Linked DNA regions of Mus musculus: region 1 is linked to region 2. A link is a contact called in public Hi-C data. All regions are on one chromosome and are shown on one strand. The core of a region is the stretch at or near the end of the contact, and the rest is flanking DNA. Distances in the headings are between cores, read along the strand shown. Region 1 overlaps Zmiz1os1 (a long non-coding RNA gene). Region 2 has its middle 8.8 kb from the start of Gm41112.

The links. A called contact is a pair of places that touch in the nucleus more often than the background predicts.
Region 1: a Hi-C map of uterus shows a contact between it and region 2, with 2.1 times the contacts expected there. The contact joins two enhancer-like sites. A contact is called at or near these places in 1 of 15 datasets of contacts at CTCF or cohesin (large pre-B cells) and 5 of 484 Hi-C or Micro-C datasets (3T3-L1-derived adipocytes, the NIH/3T3 cell line, embryonic fibroblasts and 2 more).

What each region holds. Positions count from the first base shown.
Region 1 is chr14:25,303,014-25,307,635 of GRCm38.p6, forward strand. All of the region lies in intron 2 of Zmiz1os1 (a long non-coding RNA gene), which reads right to left. LOC115486423 (a long non-coding RNA gene) reads right to left here. Exons shown (of 2, transcript XR_001781198.1): 1 at 4,399-4,622; 2 at 608-3,376. Among named protein-coding and RNA genes, the nearest start is that of Gm41113, 74 kb to the right of the region's middle. Within about 2 kb of position 1,653, at least 107 of the 459 cell types and tissues checked have an H3K27ac peak or open chromatin away from gene starts, as enhancers often do. A contact at or near this core is called in uterus, where this site is marked.
Region 2 is chr14:25,039,560-25,044,133 of GRCm38.p6, forward strand. No RefSeq gene overlaps it. Among named protein-coding and RNA genes, the nearest start is that of Gm41112, 8.8 kb to the right of the region's middle. Within about 2 kb of position 2,947, at least 27 of the 459 cell types and tissues checked have an H3K27ac peak or open chromatin away from gene starts, as enhancers often do. A contact at or near this core is called in uterus, where this site is marked.

The DNA.
Region 1 (4,622 bases), core at 403-2,902, 260 kb after region 2:
ATGTGGAATTCTAGACACATAACTCTGAAGGAACATGGATAATATACCACCAAGATCATGCTTCAGTTAACACACACACATACACACACTCATTCACACATACACACACATATAAAGTCACATACGTATACATACTCACACATATACATACCCACCCATATATACACACATAATCATTTACACATACTCACACTTACATATACACTCACAGAATGCATACACACACTCACATATACATACCCACACATACACATACACTCGCACATATAACACACTCACACATGTACACACACACTCACACATACACACCCACTTACATACATACACACATGCACACACACATGTGCACACACACACACACATACATACACACCAGAGGCTGACCTTAGCCAGTGAAGACCAAGGAAAGGAACCGTCAGGTAAACAAGGCTGAGAAAAGTGGAGAAGACAGGTAAAAGCCTTCAGGGACAAAGCACAAAGTGACACTATGGGGGAAGAGCAGGTAAAGAGGATGCTGGGTAGGGACATGTGAGGGCCAGGGGCCCAGAACCCACCCTGACTTAAACCATGACCCAAGTCAGCAATTGCTTTCAGCTGCCTCGGCATACACATCTGTAAAATGGTTTTATTCCTTTCTTCTATAAGTGTGCCTGGCTCTGGAAGCTTGAAGCTGTCTTCTGGGCATGCGGAAATCCTTCACACACAGGAGAGCTCAGGTGTCAGGACAAGAGGGAAGGGCAGCCGTGAGATCTTGACATACTGGCTGGCCCTCTCCAATTTTCGAAGGTCTGGCTCCTAAAAATAGAAGACTCCATAGGTCTAAAGTTCCCAACAGTACAACAGACAAAGAGGAAAGAGTCGAATCCCAGTCCACCTGAATTGAAGTCCTCGGCTTTGTCATTTACAGTTTTCCCTTGGGCATGCTTCCTCGGGGTCTTCTCCTGTCAATGTGGCTACATGAGAAAGTAGGAGGAACAGGTTAGACCAGAGAAGGGACTGGCTCTTAAGAAAGTAGAGAGCCTTGCACCTCCAGCATGTTCCTCCAAAGCAAATACAGACAGTCCTATGTGAGGGATCCACATGGCGCTTGATGACCCCTGCTGGAGTCCTGTGCAGACAGTCATGTGGCCCTTTGGAGAACAAAGCCCTAAGCATCGCACATAGCATGATTCCTCTGGGGTAGGAGCAGCCACTTCTGTTTGCAAACAGAACACTAGACAACAAACTACAAAAGGGACTTGAGGGAGTTTACTCCTGGGGCCCAGGATCCTGGGCAGGGGCAGTGTGGCTGGAAGCAGGCGTACCTTTTCAATTTGTAATCGCTTTTGAGTCATATTCAAAAACATTCCAAGATGAAATAAAGCGAAAGAAGGCTCAAGCTGCCCTGCAGTTGGGAGCCCTTTGGGGAACTGAAGTGAGCAAGCCAGCCCCTCTAATCCAGATGGACAGGCAGACAGACAGATAAACAGCTTAGAGGCCAAGGTCCCACAGGGCCTGAGGAATGGGCTGTCCCACCCCAGCCCAGCAGGCAGTGGCTGCCCTCTCACCCAGACCCCTGCTGGCAAGCACCGTCCACTCCCTGATCTTCCCGGAATGGACGCTTCCCCAGGCTCATTGCAAAACATCCTGGCTGGAGCTGCAGCCAGGAGTCCAGAAGCAAAGCTCCCTCTGCAGAGCGAGATGCCGCTTCCTGAGGACATTCCGGCCTGGTGTGAGGGCCTGTGGCAGGAGAGGGCAGGAAAGGCCAGGCAGTCATCGGCAGCCAAACTGGGGCCACAGCAGGGCCACGTGCTCACTGGGACGACATCTGGCTGGAGCCATAGCCCAGGTTTTAGAGGACTTGTAATCAGGCACCTCCTCAAGCCCTGCCACCGTCTCTGCTGCAACCCCCTCCACCAGACCCACTGCAGACTCGCTGGGCTTGTTAAGGGAGAAGGGAGCCTCCTTATAAAGAGATCCCTATTCGCAGGCTGCTCCACACACCACGATCCCTTTGCAGAGCTCCAGATTGATTCCAGCCTGGACCAGCTGTCACAAGGGGTCACCCAGGCCCTTCTCTTAACCCCACAGGATGGCAATTCCTTCACCTGGGTTAGAAAGAGATTTTTTTTTTTTTTAGCACAGAGCTCCCTTTTCAAATGTCATCCTCCTGAGAACCTGGCGAGGAATAAAAACACTGAGTGTGACACTGGTGAGAGGCAAGCAGAGAAGCCTGGATTCCAGCCCCTGGGCAGAGCCTAGGAAGCCTGGAGACTCGGAAACCCTTCTGAACATCAGGAAGCCACAGAGACCCTGGCTCTGGTTCTGTCCCTCTGTGCCCTCTCTCGGGCATCTCATGCCCAAAGCAGGTGTATTCTCTACCGCTCTCATCTTTGTCTGGCTAAATTCCAGATCCCAGTACTCACTGTCCACTGGACACCACCTAGATATCCGATAGGCTATAAGAACATCCAAAGCCATCACCTCACACCTCCCCTAATGCAAATGGCTCCTGTCATCAAATACCATTACATCAGCTCTTCTGCACCTTCTAGATTCTCTCCTGGTCAGGATTCACTACTGCCAACATTACCACAACCACAGCCTTCACCATCGCTGTCACCACCATCAACAGCAGCACCACAACCACCACTATCATCACCATAATCATCAGCATCACTGCCAACTTAAAAAAAAAAAGCCACTATCATCATTGTCACCACCAAGACCATAAACATCGCCACCAATATTACAAACATTACCACCATGACCCATCACCATTACCACCACCAAGACTACTACCATCACCATAATCATCATCAACACCGTCGATACCATCACCACAAACACACAAATATCACGGTCAACATCATCACTTTGTCATTGCCATTGCTGTCAACACCACCACCATCACCATCTTCACCAGCACACTCCCTCAACTACTGCCATTGCCTTTATCATCACCTCATCGGTACCATCAGGGTCAGCAAACATCACCATCATCCATTTTAACATTATCCTATCCCCTTCCAGTGTCTCTTACCATCTCTGTGTTCCCTTCCTGCTCAATCCCCTACCTCTTAAAGCACAGGCAGCTGTGATCATGACCATCACGGCTTATAACTTCACACTGCCCCCTCAGAGCAGAGTTCAAATGCCTTGAGATTTGACAGTTTACAAATCTAGCCTAGAGTTGCAAATCTCAGCCTCCAGGGAGAAAGCACCAACCTCCAGTATCCCGCGTACAGCTCCTGAGCCCATCTGTAATTCCTCCATCTGTCTAAACACATCCACAGATCCTGATGGTCCAGCAGCCACAGCAACTGCTGCAGTCGATAATGAGCCCCAAGACCCGGAACTACACATGTCTCCTTGATAGCAGTCTTGCCGTGCTGACCTGGCCCAGAACAGGAGAACAATGTGAGAGTGGGTTGGGGGAAGGGAGTTAGAAGGATGGAAGCAGAGGAATGGAGGAAGTAGCAGTGAATATCCAGAGGTCTCAGCATCATGGCTTCCCCCGTGGGAAATCTAAACGCCCTTCAGTAGAGTTCAAGCAACTTCAGCTCAGAAAAGGCACCCCTTCTTATTCTAACAGACCCGTGAAGGAGGCCTTTGTCCCGATGCTCTCAAGCCAAACACCAACCTTTCTGTCTCAGCTGTAGAAGACACTGCCTTACCGCACGACTGGGGCTGATGTGACTCTATACTCTGCTAACAAATGTAGGACTAGACCCCCTTCTTCCCCAGAACCCACAGGGAAGCTGACATTTGCCTCCCAGCCAGAGGTGTTGCTGGGGGCCACATCTGGAATGTGAGACAAGCCTGTCCTCAGATTCTGTCACCTCCATGATGGGAGGGGAATTCCACTGGAAAGGAAGGCTCTGTCCATCCCACCCAGGCCTCTCTGGCCTTTGCCGCACACCAGACACTGCACTGTGGTCGGGACTCTTCATTAGGCTATAGTCTCCTCTTTAAAATGAAGGCAACCCTGTCTGGAACTTTGGGGCCCACAGAACAATGATTTCATTGTCTTGGGGTGTGAAGTCCAGTTCCTTACATGGGGCTGGCTCTCGGGGGTCACTGACCTGCTCTCAGCTTTCACTCTGCACAGGACCCACCAGTGCCCCAAATCTTGGCTCTTCAGGAGAGCACAATCAGGTGTGGCCACAGCAACCATAACAGACTGAGGACTGGAACCTCCAGACTCTGTAGGAGGCAGCCTGGGGCAGCTGGCTCCTTAGGCAATGCATAGCCAACCAGAGGGATCTCAGACCAGTGGCTGCTGCTGGCCCCAGTCCTCCACGGACAGAGCTCAGTGCCAGCCCTGCCCTTCCCTTCTCTGATCTACACACACAGTTTCTCATTCCCACATGGTGCTCACCTCCCCACATTTCCTCCTTCCTCACCGCCTCTTCTCACCTGCCCTTTGTGCTGTCTCCCACTTGTCCTGCACCTCTTCCTGGCCCCAGTTTATGGCCCTGAGCCATAGGTGACCTTTGTCCTTATTGGTCCTCTGTGTATCTATGTGGGGTTCCCTGCCTCTCTTTCTTGGCCCTTCCCTCTCTTCTGTCCACACATAGCTGTTTCCTTCTACCCAGTTCCTCTCTCAGGACCTGCTCCTACCTCAGCCTTTCTCTTGTCTC
Region 2 (4,574 bases), core at 1,697-4,196:
AGGCACTGCTTAATAGGAGGTGCTGAAGAAGAGGAAGGCAGGCAAACTAGCCAGACCTTCCTGGTCACTCAACCCCAAGGGGATTGGCATACAGCACAGAACACTCTGCCCTTGTGATGGTTTCTAAAGGCCATGGACTGGTTGGGATCTGGAATCACCTGGTAGACACGCCTCCAGGCACACCTGAGATGATCTTGATTAGACTAACTGAGGTGAGAAGACCCGCCCTTAAAGGAGTGCCACTAGGCCCTAGGTTTGGATTCTGGAAGGAACGAAAAGGGGTCTGAGAGCTAAGCAAGAGCATCCACTGTTCTGTGCCTCCTGGTTTCAGACGTGTCACGATCAGCTGCCTCAAGTCCCTGCAGCCTTCACATCCTCAACGGAGAACTCTACCCTCGAACTGGGAGCCAAAATAAGCCCCTCCCCCTCAAGGTTGCTTTGGTAAGAGTGTTTTATCACAGCGATGTGGGAGGCAATGAAGCCAACACTGGGCATGATTTCTCTCCTGGGAAGACTGAGCCCTAGCACAGGAGCCCCGGGCTCTTGGGAGAGCAGGCCATTGCTATCTTATTTTAATACCCTTGAGATTGACTAACTCAGACAGCCTTGCCATCACTGCTCCAACTGACTATGTTTCCCAAGTCACCTCAAGCCAAAGACCACTCCCCCAGCAACCCCATGTAGAATACATAGTCCTCCTTCACATTAAAACCCACCCAGTATGTCAAATATTCAAGCTTTATTGTCCCCAACAGTGTCCCACAGTAATGCTGTCAGTCACATCTATTCATACCCACTGCATTAAGTGTATGTAGTACAACTGATGGTCAACTTTTTCAGTGACTCTTTCATCTTTAGTCTATTTCCCCCAGTTTTCTCTGACTCTACTTTATTGTTTAGTCTTATTTGTTGCTATAACAAAGTGTCCTAGAATGTGGGTGACTTATAAAGAGATAAGATTTATTTAGCTCATGGTTCTAGAGACGGTAAAAACGAAAGAGCAGTGATATCAAAATGAAGCAGAGACTATCACATAATTAGAGTAAATGTGCTAGCCCAAGCCTCTCATCCTCATTTTATAGAGCCACCAATACAAAAATGGAGTCCCCATCCTGATGACCTAACCTAATCCCAGGCACTTCCCCAAAGCCCACAACCAAATATATAGATTGTGAGTGTGGGGGCAAGTTTCCAACGTGTGAACTTTTATGAACACATCCAGACCATAATAGTCACTCTCCTTCCAAATCACACTTTTGTCTTTTGCCGTGTCTATCTGAAAACTTCTTTGTCCAAGTTCAGTTCAGATATCAGTCAGCAAGACCGTTTTTAACTTTTTAAATTTTTGTTAGATTTACTGACTGCTTGCATAAGAATTTGCCTACACACATGTCTGTGTACCACGCACATGCCTGGTACCTGAGGAGATCAGAGAGAGTGTCAGATCCCCTGGAAGCATAGTTAGATATGGTTGGAAAGCACCACGTGGGTCCTGTGTAAGAGCAGCAAATGCTCTCAAGCACTGAGTCACATCTCCAGCCCCTGCAAGGCCTGTCTGCATTTGTGTAGTGAAACCTCCACCAAGCCAGGGAGTTGGAGTCTTCCTGGCTGCCTTGCCTCCTTGTCTGCAAGAACATGGAGGGTGAGGACTGTGGCTTGCCCCCTACTGCTTGTCCCAAGACTTGTCTCACAGTGAGTTGTGGGAAAGAATCGGGGTCATCCCCAGCTTCAGAGTCTTCCCAGTCAACCCCACCTGCCTTTGTCATCCACTCGTGGGATGACAGAAAGGTTATTTCATGTGCCATCAGATGGAAATAGCTATATCTCAGGGCATGCGGTGGTGTCCCCAAATCGCAGGGCTCAGGGATGGTGAAGCTTTCGGCTTGATTCTGAGCCTCAACTGTCCACAGTCCAGCTCAGGAAGAGTCAAGGCTCTCAGGCTACAATATACATATATACAGACATCACACACCTCTCTCTCTCTCTCTCTCTCTCTCTCTCTCTCTCTCTCTCTCTCTCTCTCTCACACACACACACACACACACACACACACACACACACATGTATGCACACGAGCATGGAGTGGGGTACTGTGGCCGAGGGTAGTTTATCCCATGAATTTCAGAAATATCTCCTGGTTCAAAGTGTCTCTAAGTGTTAACTCTGTGTCATGTATTTGGGGCAGAGGGCAGACAGAGAGTAGCAGGAAGGTGAACAGATTCTAGGCGTGGTAGTTCTCAAGGTTAGCATATATACCTAGACCACCTATCTTCAGGCCATCATCAAAGCAGACTCCATGACCCTGAGTGGCAGGTTGTCAAGACTTCTGGGAGTTGCTGTGCTAGCCAAGGAGCGATAGAACTCAGGAAACATCTGGGGAGAAGCTAGAGGCAGGAAGGGCAGCACTTGCTCCGGGAGCCGTGTTTTAAGAAGGCAGGAGGGGGAAAGATGGCAGCTGAGAGATTGGTGCCAGTCCAGTCCCTGTCAGCCTAGGGGCAAACATTGCCAACACACTGTCTCTGGAGCAACATATGTCCCCAAGCCCAACCAACCCCATGCCTGAGAGTAGAAACGCCTCTCAGGTGCCCTGGACTCTTTTCTTGGTTTTGGAATGTGCTGGGCCACCCCTAAGGCTCACTTTCCAGCTCCTGTGCTCTACTGAGAGTTCACAACCATGTCAGACATCGTCAGGGGATTCTGGCGCGACACCCCAACTCGTAACACCACAGCAGGGCAAGAGCTGGCTCTGCAAGGCCATGACTGGGAAAATCATCACCCAAGGTGGGGCAGGATAGGCTGCAAACTCCCCCCCCCCTCCAGGTTCCTCTGCTCCATCCTCTGCCGTGACCCATAAATTCACCAAGATGAAGTCATTCCCCAGCCGTGGCTGTAAAAAGTCAGCTGCATAGCTGCAGAGTTTGCAGCCGAGTCAGATTATAAAATAAAACCAGAGATTCTGGAGAGCGGAGGGTCAAGCCAGCCAGCCCTGAGGGGAGGGGAGATGGCTGTTCTGTTGTTTTTAACAAGCACCAGAAGGTTTCAGCTTTGTAAGATTCCTCACCCTGCTCCCCCACCTTCCCACAACTCCTTTTAAAGTAGAGGATCGTGCAACTTCAGGGCTTCTTCAGTGTTACAAAAATAAAACCAAAATACAAACTTAAAAAAGAAAAAAACAACAACAGTCTGTAAGTTCTCTTTCCTGCTGTGTTTGAAGCAGACCTCAGACCCTATTCTTCTGAAGTTTCCTGAAATTTGACCAGAATCTGGGAACTCAGAGAAGTCACAGACCCTGCCTCTTTCATTCCCTGAAGCCGGAGTGAGAGCCAGAGCCAGGAAGCTGGAGTGGCCCAGGAGCTGAGCATGCCACCTGCCCAACTCCAGTGGGACAGCTTTCTGATCTACATAGCAGGTTCTTGCCAGTTGCCTCTGGTCCCTCCAGGTCAGCCTTCACCACTTTCTCCATCTGAGTACATCCCTCATGCAGACACTAGGGGATGGTCTGGGAACAGAGCAATTGACAACGCAGACAAAGGCACTTGCCTCTGCTTTCTCTATCTGGGAAGGGCTGAGTAGCCAGAACCTTAAAAAAGTGAGACCACTAATGTCCTTGTCATCCTTCTAGCAAGGACACCCATGAAGGTCAGGCTGAGACCATCTCACATGTGCAATAACCTCTTAGCTCACCAAGTACCCATTTAGTCTTTGTACATCATGAGGAAAGAAATGAGCTGCGTAACAAATGACTCCAAGCACAGAGATCAGAACAACAAGTGTGCATCGTCTCATGGGATCTCTGGATGCACAAAGTCAGGAACGAGGCTGTGGTGCATCTGATGGCCTGACTGAGGCAGGTCCTCCCCTCTCCTCTCCCATGCATGGAGGTTTTTGCAAGGGCCTATTGAGGAGCTTGTTGGACAAAGGGCTCAGTTCCTCTCTAACTGTTGCCCTGAAAGTCCTTCTCTGTGGCTGCACAGACCTCGCTGTAGAAGGTTTCTTTCATCATGAGCAATGAGTGTGCCTAAGATGGACCATATACACTTTTTAATAACATGATCTTTAGTATGGTACTCCTATATAGTTCTGTATTTGGTTTGTTAGAAACAAGTTGCTGGGTCCAGCATACGCTCAAGGGAGAGCATTGTACAGTGGCTGAATACTAGGGGGGGAAGGAGAACTGGGGTCCATTTTGGAGGAGGCTACTTAAAATAGAATCTAAGCGGTGATAACCAAGACTTCAATGTGTATTGAACACCCTCCATGCTCTGAGAGCTGTTTTCAGTGAATTCCATATGAAGTTTTAATTCATACTCACTCCGATTCAGGAGATAGTTTCTCCATCTTACAGACAAAAAGTCTGATCCTCACAAGAGTTACAGAAGTGATTGAAGACTGCCAACCTATAAATAAGTTAAAAAAGCAAACAGTTGGTCCCTTCTAGAGCCTCATACAGTATGATGAAGTTGCCTCTTCTGAAAGGTCATCTAGAGGTCATTTGGCACACTCTCCTTTGCAGAAATGACAAGTGTAAAACCCAGAGACCCCAGATAACTGGCCAAGGTCACACAGTAAATGAG